2 separate regions of the Danio rerio genome follow, and region 1 is linked to region 2. Evidence: chromatin contacts called from public HiCAR-type data. All regions are on one chromosome and are shown on one strand. Each heading gives the region's core, a stretch centred on a gene start, on an enhancer-like site or on the middle of the called end of the contact. The rest is flanking DNA. Distances are from core to core; before and after follow the strand shown. Region 1 has its middle 83 kb from the start of kbtbd8. Region 2 overlaps slc25a26 (solute carrier family 25 member 26).

Region 1 (4,506 bases), core at 520-3,019, 270 kb after region 2:
ACCAGCGTTTGTGGGGTCCCTCCAAGAAACGCAGGGCCCTAGGCAACTGCCTATATTGCCTGTATTACTGACACTGTCTTTTTCATAAATTAACATACTGTACCAGAGACCCTAAATGCACTCTAGATGATCAAAACTCTCTTAAGTTTGCAAATTAAGGTATAAAAACAACAACAACAAAAAATAAATAAATAAAAATAAAATAGAGCAAATGCAGATAGAACCTTCTAATTCTAAAAAGTCATTTTCGTCTTGGAATTATAAGGTTCTGGCAGATCACTCATTGAAGGGTTCAAGAAATACAATCAGTCTGCTTATTAATTTAATTATATTTTTTATAATATAAAAATATTTTTTTTCTTGTTCAAATTAAGCAAACCAGGCTGTGCTAAATATGTTGTCCAGTCCAGATGTTAATTTTATGTATTTAATATGGTAAAATGTATTTAATGATATGCTTTATATGTTTTATTGAATTATATGCTCCATAAATTCAAATAAGTATTTGCCCTTCAGGCTTAACATCACATTTAAAGACTTTAAACAAAAACAGACATTGAGCAAATGAGTTGTTTAAAAATGTTTCACTGACTATATATGCACAACTAAACGTATTTTACATGTAATATATGATTTTTTTAAATAACCATTTTTTTCTACAATGTAAAATTTAACCTTTTATCTCGATGTCAAAAAATGCTTCTAAATCATCACATTTACACACATCTTTTCAGTTTTAAGTTTATGCTCAATTTTGTGTGGTGCAACATTATTTTGTCGACTTTGATTTTATGTTTCTTTCTGGTCTTTCCCACTGTAAATGGAGCAGTCTTTCAGAATGAAAAAGAAAGCAGATCCTAATTGGTCCTTGTGCGTGCATTCAAATCATTGATTGGCTCACAGAAAGAGCCTTATAGAGCGAAGCTAGATTTCAACTTTGAAGATATGAGAATATGTTGAATATGAGAATAACTCAATTTTGACTAAAATGCCAGCTAGAACCTTATAATTGTAAGGTGACGTAAAGTGAAAAGTGAAAAACACTGACAAAACATGTACAGGTGCATGTTGTGGGCTTCAGAAGATGAATGTCCATCTACAATTACACTTTTCAGTAAAACTGTCTGATTTAAAATATGCTTAGCTTCACACCAGAGGACACATTTTCAGGGACAAAATGTATCAAGTTCCTTTATTTTTAGAAATAAAAACGTAATTTGCTAAAATAGCCTCTTGTAAAATGATGCCTGGAGTGTTTATTAAAAATGTTACAATTTTCTTTTTAATTGATAAGAGTTATTAAACTACGCTTGAGACCGTCACACCATAAGACAGTTTTGCTATTTGGCTCAAAAAAATAAGTAAAGCATTTTTTATAGCATGAGAGGTCTATGAAAAACAAAGAAATATTTAACCATACTGCAGTTTAAATTATGGCAGTGTTAATTATATTAGTTTTTGTCCTGTTTGACAGTGAAAATTCAATATCACTTCTAACTTGATAACCAAATGGTACATAATATTTTAAGCATTAATGTAAAAATAATGATCTCATCAAGATGTTTTACATTAATCCTACATTGACTATTCCCACTTAAGCCCTGATTTATGGCTTCACACAGCTGTTTTCAACCCATGTGGTCTGGCTGATGGTGACCCTGCGCCCTTTATAGAGGTTTCCGGTTGGTTCTGGTTGGTTTAGCACATGGATTCTGTACAGATGGAGCAGTCTCCATGGTGCACCTGGTTAAGCAGGTCCTGACAGCCTGTGAGCTCTCTCGAAGTCACGCCACGGCTGCGCACCTGTTAGTCTGAAGCAGCACATGTGCATTCCAGCAGAGGAATCAGTCACGGACAGCGCTTCACTAATGATTCAAAGGGTGAACTTGTGTCATTTCATTAGTTATTCAACCTGCTGATGGTTTTAAGACAAGACACTGTAAGCAAAAACAGGTTATTTTTATTTATTCAAGTTTTTGTGCTTTTTGGATTTTCATTAAATATTGTTTTCATTTTAATGGAAAAAGAAAACACAAGTGTTTATTGAGTATATTTTTTGAGAATGCAAGTTTTAAAGGCTATTTTCTCATAATGGGTTTTTATGCTCATTCATGCGAGATACTGAACATGTAAATCTCACTTTTATCTGCACTTGCATACAGCTCATTTCACAGATTTATTCATACATACATACATACAGACATACATATATATATATATATATATATATATATATATATATATATATATATATATATATATATATATATTAGTAAGCAGCATTTTCTGAACTATTGAGTGATAATATTGCAATATTGGTATGGTTTATTATTATAGATTTATTTACATATGGTACTTAGTTATAAAAATAACGACAAGGATGATTGTGTGAGGTGTGCACATCACATATACTGTATGTGTGAGCCATGGTGGCATACAGTGCTCAGCATAATTGAGTACCCCCCCATTTTGAAAATATTTTGATCCATTTCTCAGTGAATATAAGCATATATTGTGGTACATTTAAACAAAACACATTTATTAAACAGATATATTTATTAAAATAAGATTTTAGTCACCAAAAATATTTAGAAATTGAAAAATAATACAATTAAACTCAAGCTAAATATTGCAAAAAAGAATTTCAACCTACAAAATTTCAACTAAATATTATTATTATTATTATTATTTGCTTTTGATTTTCCCTCTTTTTTAAATTTTGTATTTATTATTTTTCCTATAAGATATAAATTTGGGTGTACTAGTTTTTGGACCGTTATCCTAAGTTATTTTGTTAGACTAGCTCCAGATTTGGCTTTAGTAATGACTAATCTAATGGATATAACATTGCTCTTCCTGTTAAAATAATAATTTAAATTATAGATTTGAGGGGTCTACTTATATATGCTGAGCACTATTTAACACAAACTCAAGTAATCCTGCTGTGCCATAAAAAGGTTAGATTGTCTGATATTTTAAGTGTACTGGCCTTGACAAACAGTTCAAGCTGCAGGTGTCAACTGAGAGACCATTTCTTTTCCATGTTTTATTGTCCCAACTAACAGACCTCCAACATTGACTTCAAAAGATAAATGCTCTGTTGTGCTGCATACTATTTTGTCTGCTGTGTATGGTTTATTGAATGTAAATAAATAAATAAATACAAATTTTAAAAAACATTTTGAGGTCAAAATTATTTGCCCCTTTAACTTATTTTTTTTCTTGATAGTCTACAAAACAAACCATCATTAAACAATAACTTACCTGATAACCCTAACCTGCCTAGTTAACCTAAAGCCTTTAAATGTCATTTTAAGCTGTGTAGAAGTGTCTTGAAAAATATCCAGTAAAGTAGTATGTACTGTCATCATGGCAAAGATAAAATAAATCAGTTATTAGAGATGAGTTATTAAAATTATTATGTTTAGAAATGTGTTAAAAAAATCTGCTCTCGTTAAACAGAAATTGGGGCAAAAAATAAACAGACGACGAATAATTCAGGGGCTTTAACAATTCTAACTTTAACTGTAGATGTCAATTTGATGTCACATTGACATCAAGGTAGTTTACATGCAATGTAGGGATACAAAATAAGTGTTACATTTGTCATTTGTAATTGCTTTCAAATAAATAAAACATTTATTATATTATAAAACTGCCTTGTCCTTATTTTGATGGTCAAAAGGGCATCAATGTGTGGATGTCAAATAAACAAAGTTTACATTTAATCAATTAGTAATTTTGACGTGTTTTTGGATTTCATTTTGAAATCGAGGTGTCTACTGGATATCGCATTGCTTATCTTGTATCTGGAAGTTACAAAAATCCTCTTCATTGCTGCAGTTCTGCTTTTTCTCTGCGTCTTTTACAGTGACTTTTCTGTGAATGGGATTAAAATGAGTCTGGATAACCGGCATGACGAAGGCTTGTGAAGTGCTGTGTGTCCCCTGTGCAAGCACAAACACAGCTACCGTCTGTTTGGTGTCCCGCTGAGGTCTGGGAAGCAGAGAGAAGCCTGAAGGTTCACACGCGCCACAAAGAGACAGTTATAGGTGGCGGTGGATGGAGTGACAGCAGGAGAATAGAGGCTTGTCCTGTCCTGATGGCACTGAGATGATGCTCTCTGCTTAAGAGTCAGTGTCTTCTCACCGCAGTCCAGACAAGCAGTCAGTGTCAGTGTTCATTAACGGCCAGTGTTCATCCACTACATTTCTTTTTACTAGACTATTGTGGTTTTTACAAATCTGTTTTATTTAGAAAGAAATTAAAGAGAAAAAGAAATCAAGCTCCCACAGTTTAAACATCAGTGACTGTTCATCTTGTTATTTTATAACTCAAAATTCTGGAAGAAGAAACACTTAGAAGTGTTAACACTGTAGAATAATGGTCCATTATTTAATGGCATTTTGTGTATTTACTAATACATTATGTAAATATGAATAATCTTGTAAAGCATTAATTAATCATAGTTTTTTTAGTTATTAGTTATTAACCCTCCTGTCGTGT
Region 2 (3,997 bases), core at 248-2,747:
TTTAATTTTCATACGATAAAGTAAAATATTTTCTAGAAACGTGGGAAAATCAGTGCTTTAAATCAAAACAGCATGTTTCAAATTTGAGGGTTCCACTTTCAATACATTTCCTGGCCAGTGCTTGCTTGTTTACAGTTTGTTAAATGTGAACAATAACTGTGGCTGTTCCTAAAAACACTGTAATGTGCGCTGTAGACTTCTTAAAAGGCATCGCTCAACCAAAAATGTCAATTTTTTGTTGATTTAATGTGAAAAATGCGGTATAATTCACTCACTTTCAGGCCATTTTTGTAAGCATTTTTTCATACTTGTTATCTAAATAAATTGTAATGCATAGAAACATTGCACAAATGAGAATGATGTAAATCAATGATAAGTAAAAAAGAAAAAAAAAAGTTTAAAGCTACTGCAGCTGTATTAAGTCAGAAAATTAAGTCCTATACACAGGGGATGGCTTGAGTAATGGAGTAATTTTCATTTTTGTATGATAGTTCGTTCAAAATTTTAAATTATGTCACTGTTTTTTCATCCTATATGACTTTCTTTTTTCTGTTGAACACAAAAGAAGATATTTTAAAGAAAGCTGAAAACCTGTAACCATTGACTTTCATAATATTTATTTTTTTATTTATATATATATATTTTTTTACTATGGAAATCAGTAGTTACAGGTTTATCAGCATACTTCAAAATATCTTCATTTGTCTTCAACATAAGAAAGATTTTCAAACCACGTAAGGGAGGCTAAATAAATAATGAGTAAATTGTTAAATCTCTTTAAATCAGTGGTTACTGGCACATTAACAGTCAGAAAAAACATGAACAGGTGAAGCAAAATGAATTCTTCTTATACCCATGAAATTACATTGAGGTCTTATCAAACAAAACTGTTTGACTGTCATGAATAGGTGTATATTATGTTGTAAAAATGTTTGGTTTCTTCCACACACACCAGCCATTTTTGTCTCTGGTTTGTCTCTGTTCTTGGGACTATAATAATAGAATATAATAATAATAATAATAATAATAATAATAATAATAATAATAATAATAATAATTATTATTATTATTATTATTATTATTATTTTTATTATTATTATTATTATTATATTGTATTTATATAGATATAAACATAATATAATATAATATAACAATATAAATATTAAATTGCTCTCATAGACTGTATTTTGAGTTCATCCACTAGAGGGCATAACAGGATTAGGCCAGATCTGATAACCATCTGCATGAAAGCTGGAAAAGATCACAGCGCTCAGATTATTATAAACATCAAACAGCACAACCTTTTTTTCTTTTCTTTTTTTGCGATAGAACTGTTGCTTCTCCTTTACAAGTGTATTTTTTCTGGAAGATAACTGTAGTTTTAAAAACGAATGAGGAGTTTGTGAGCAGCAGTTTTTGTGACATTGACGGAGAGATCTCACTCTGTATATCAGCACAGATGTGAAGGGGAGGAGAGGAGAACTGGCAACCCTGGAAGAATGTAGTTTTTAAACACCCAAGCCTTGAGCTGCATCTGTCAGCTTCTGCTTAGGCTGTTGCTGGGTGTCCGACATTTTCTGAGGATTCGCTGCAAATCAGATGCTGTAGGTGCTTTAGAAAATTCTAGCATTGTTTAGATCATTTACTCAACCTCCTGCCATTCCGTACCTTTCATTTTATTTCTTTATTTTCTTTTTGGCTTAGACCCTTTATTAATTAGCGGTCGCCACAGCAGAAGTACCCGCCAACTTATCCAGCATATTGAATTTTATTTTATTTTAATTTATTTTATTTTATTTTATTTTTTTGCTGTTCTAAATGCATTTAGATTGAGATAAATCTAAGAATGCTGCAATAGTGTCAGTATATTTAAACTATTTATCAGAATTATCTTTGATTATAGAAGTCTTGAGAATGAATGGTCTTCAATAAAATAAAAGTTCAGAATAAAACACAACTTAGATTTTCTTAAATGATTATTTTTACGTTTTACGGATTTAAATTAAGTTGGATCATTTAAAAACGATTAGTATAGTATTAATGTTATTATTTGAGTCATTTAAAATGATTTAAAATTATTTAATGTTAATGAAGTATAAACAAATCTAAACCTTTATTGTGTATGTTTTACTATATTGTAATAAATTTTGTGATATTATAAATATTGTGATTAAAACAAATATATATTCATTATAATATGTTATTTTTTAGTATTTAAATGAATCATTACTCATAATAATACTAATACTAATAATAATAATAATAATAATAATAATACAAAGTTAATGTAAAACTTGGATTTTAGGATTCCAGAATTCAGTAAAATATTTTAGCAATTAAATTAAATTTATTATAAACGTTGATTCTAATTTTTATATAATTGCATTGCATAATATATTATTAACAGTACTAAATGCTTATATTGAAAAAATAAATGTAATTAAATGTAATTAAATAAAAAGTATATAGAAAGAGTTCAGATGCAAAAACCTGTAAGTGTAAGTGTTGAGTTTTTTTCCACTTTAAAGACCATACAACTAACTTATTCTTTGCCATAAAGGTAAAATTACCAAACATACACACACATGAAACTGATAAAAAAAAATCTGACAGAATTTAAATGTTTTTGCATTTAAACTCTTAATATTTAAAAATGTGTTTGATATTAAATAATAATTGATAAGATTAATGTTTAAAATATAATATGATCTAAAGCATCCTCCAGACAAGTTTTTCTGCTATACGATTCTTTCTTTCTTTCTTAGCTGGATTAGCTTGTCAGATGGTCATTTATTAGACAAAACAAACTAAGCAGCACATCCAGCTTTCCTCAGTTAGTTTCCACAATAATAATAATAATTAAAAAATTAATTAATAATAATGCAGAGCTTGACAATTTTTCTAGCTTCTCTTGTAAAAAAAGATTTGACAATTTATAGATAACAACAATAGTCAAATAAGTATTAAAAGTAACTATAATATGCTCCAATTTTGGTTCTTCACACATTTTTTATTTATTTTATTTATTTTTTATTAATCTTTAAAAAATAAGGTCCAATATTTAGAAGCAAAGTTCCTTGTAAAATGTTTTATATATTTACCAACAATACAGTAGGTCAGTGGAGAAAGTTGACTTCATTTGCGTCAGATTTTACTTGGTCTTAAAGCCTTTTTTGATGGGTTATTTTCACAATTTATGATGGCATAGCAGTCAAAATAGGACAAATGAGCTCATGCATGCAACAAATTCTGGACCTTTGTCAGTGAGGGTTGGGTCTTTTAAACTACCTGAACCCCCACTGGCTAGTACAGTATGTGACAGATTTATTAAGTATTTATTGATTGATCGATTTATTAAGTATTTGTCAGAATGGTTTCTAACATTAAACCAGATTCTCGTCGGTTTCTTTCTCCACTCTTCCTGTGATCTTTAGTTGACACTGAAAGAGCCCCAGAGGTGCAGAACCAGGCCGAGATCAATTTGTCTGCCTAATCCTTGTGTTTATTTTGCTGTTGTTCATTGGTCACGGCGGACTGAACAGCCAACAGGTGGAAGTGTGTATGTTTGACCTGCAGTGCCTCTTCTTCATAACACAAGCAAACCCAGGAGGAGCAGCAGGGCTTTATGCTTGTCTGCTAGATTCACTCTACAGTCAATATCCTGTCAATTTTCCACTTTAACTTCTTTCAGCTGTCATTTCTAGTCATGTTTAGTCATTTGGAATTTGAGAGAGAGTGTGTTATTTTGACCCTTTCAACAAAATTCCTCACAAATTCAATAGTGGTATCGGATAGCTAAATAACTTATATATATATTGTGAATAAGGCCCTATTAAACACCCGGCACAAGACATGTTTGTCGTGATTTATTGCTATTTTTAGACCAGTGCAACCCTAATTTTCACGTTTTGCACCACATTGCACCACATGATTAAATAGAAAGCCCATTTGTGCCATTTTGTGGACGCTAGGGTGTTCTGGTCTAAAAAAGAGGCGT

Evidence for each region. HiCAR-type assays count read pairs that join an accessible place to other places.
Region 1: a HiCAR-type map of caudal fin shows a contact between it and region 2, with 7 times the contacts expected there. The contact joins two enhancer-like sites. A contact is called at or near these places in 1 of 18 Hi-C or Micro-C datasets (an unstated tissue) and 1 of 4 datasets of contacts at active chromatin or transcription factors (caudal fin).

Annotation. Positions count from the first base shown.
Region 1 is chr11:18,644,757-18,649,262 of GRCz12tu, forward strand. No RefSeq gene overlaps it. Among named protein-coding and RNA genes, the nearest start is that of kbtbd8, 83 kb to the right of the region's middle. Within about 2 kb of position 1,770, at least 9 of the 62 cell types and tissues checked have an H3K27ac peak or open chromatin away from gene starts, as enhancers often do.
Region 2 is chr11:18,371,249-18,375,245 of GRCz12tu, forward strand. The region is part of intron 5 of slc25a26 (solute carrier family 25 member 26); the gene reads left to right. Among named protein-coding and RNA genes, the nearest start is that of slc25a26, 28 kb to the left of the region's middle. Within about 2 kb of position 1,498, at least 6 of the 62 cell types and tissues checked have an H3K27ac peak or open chromatin away from gene starts, as enhancers often do.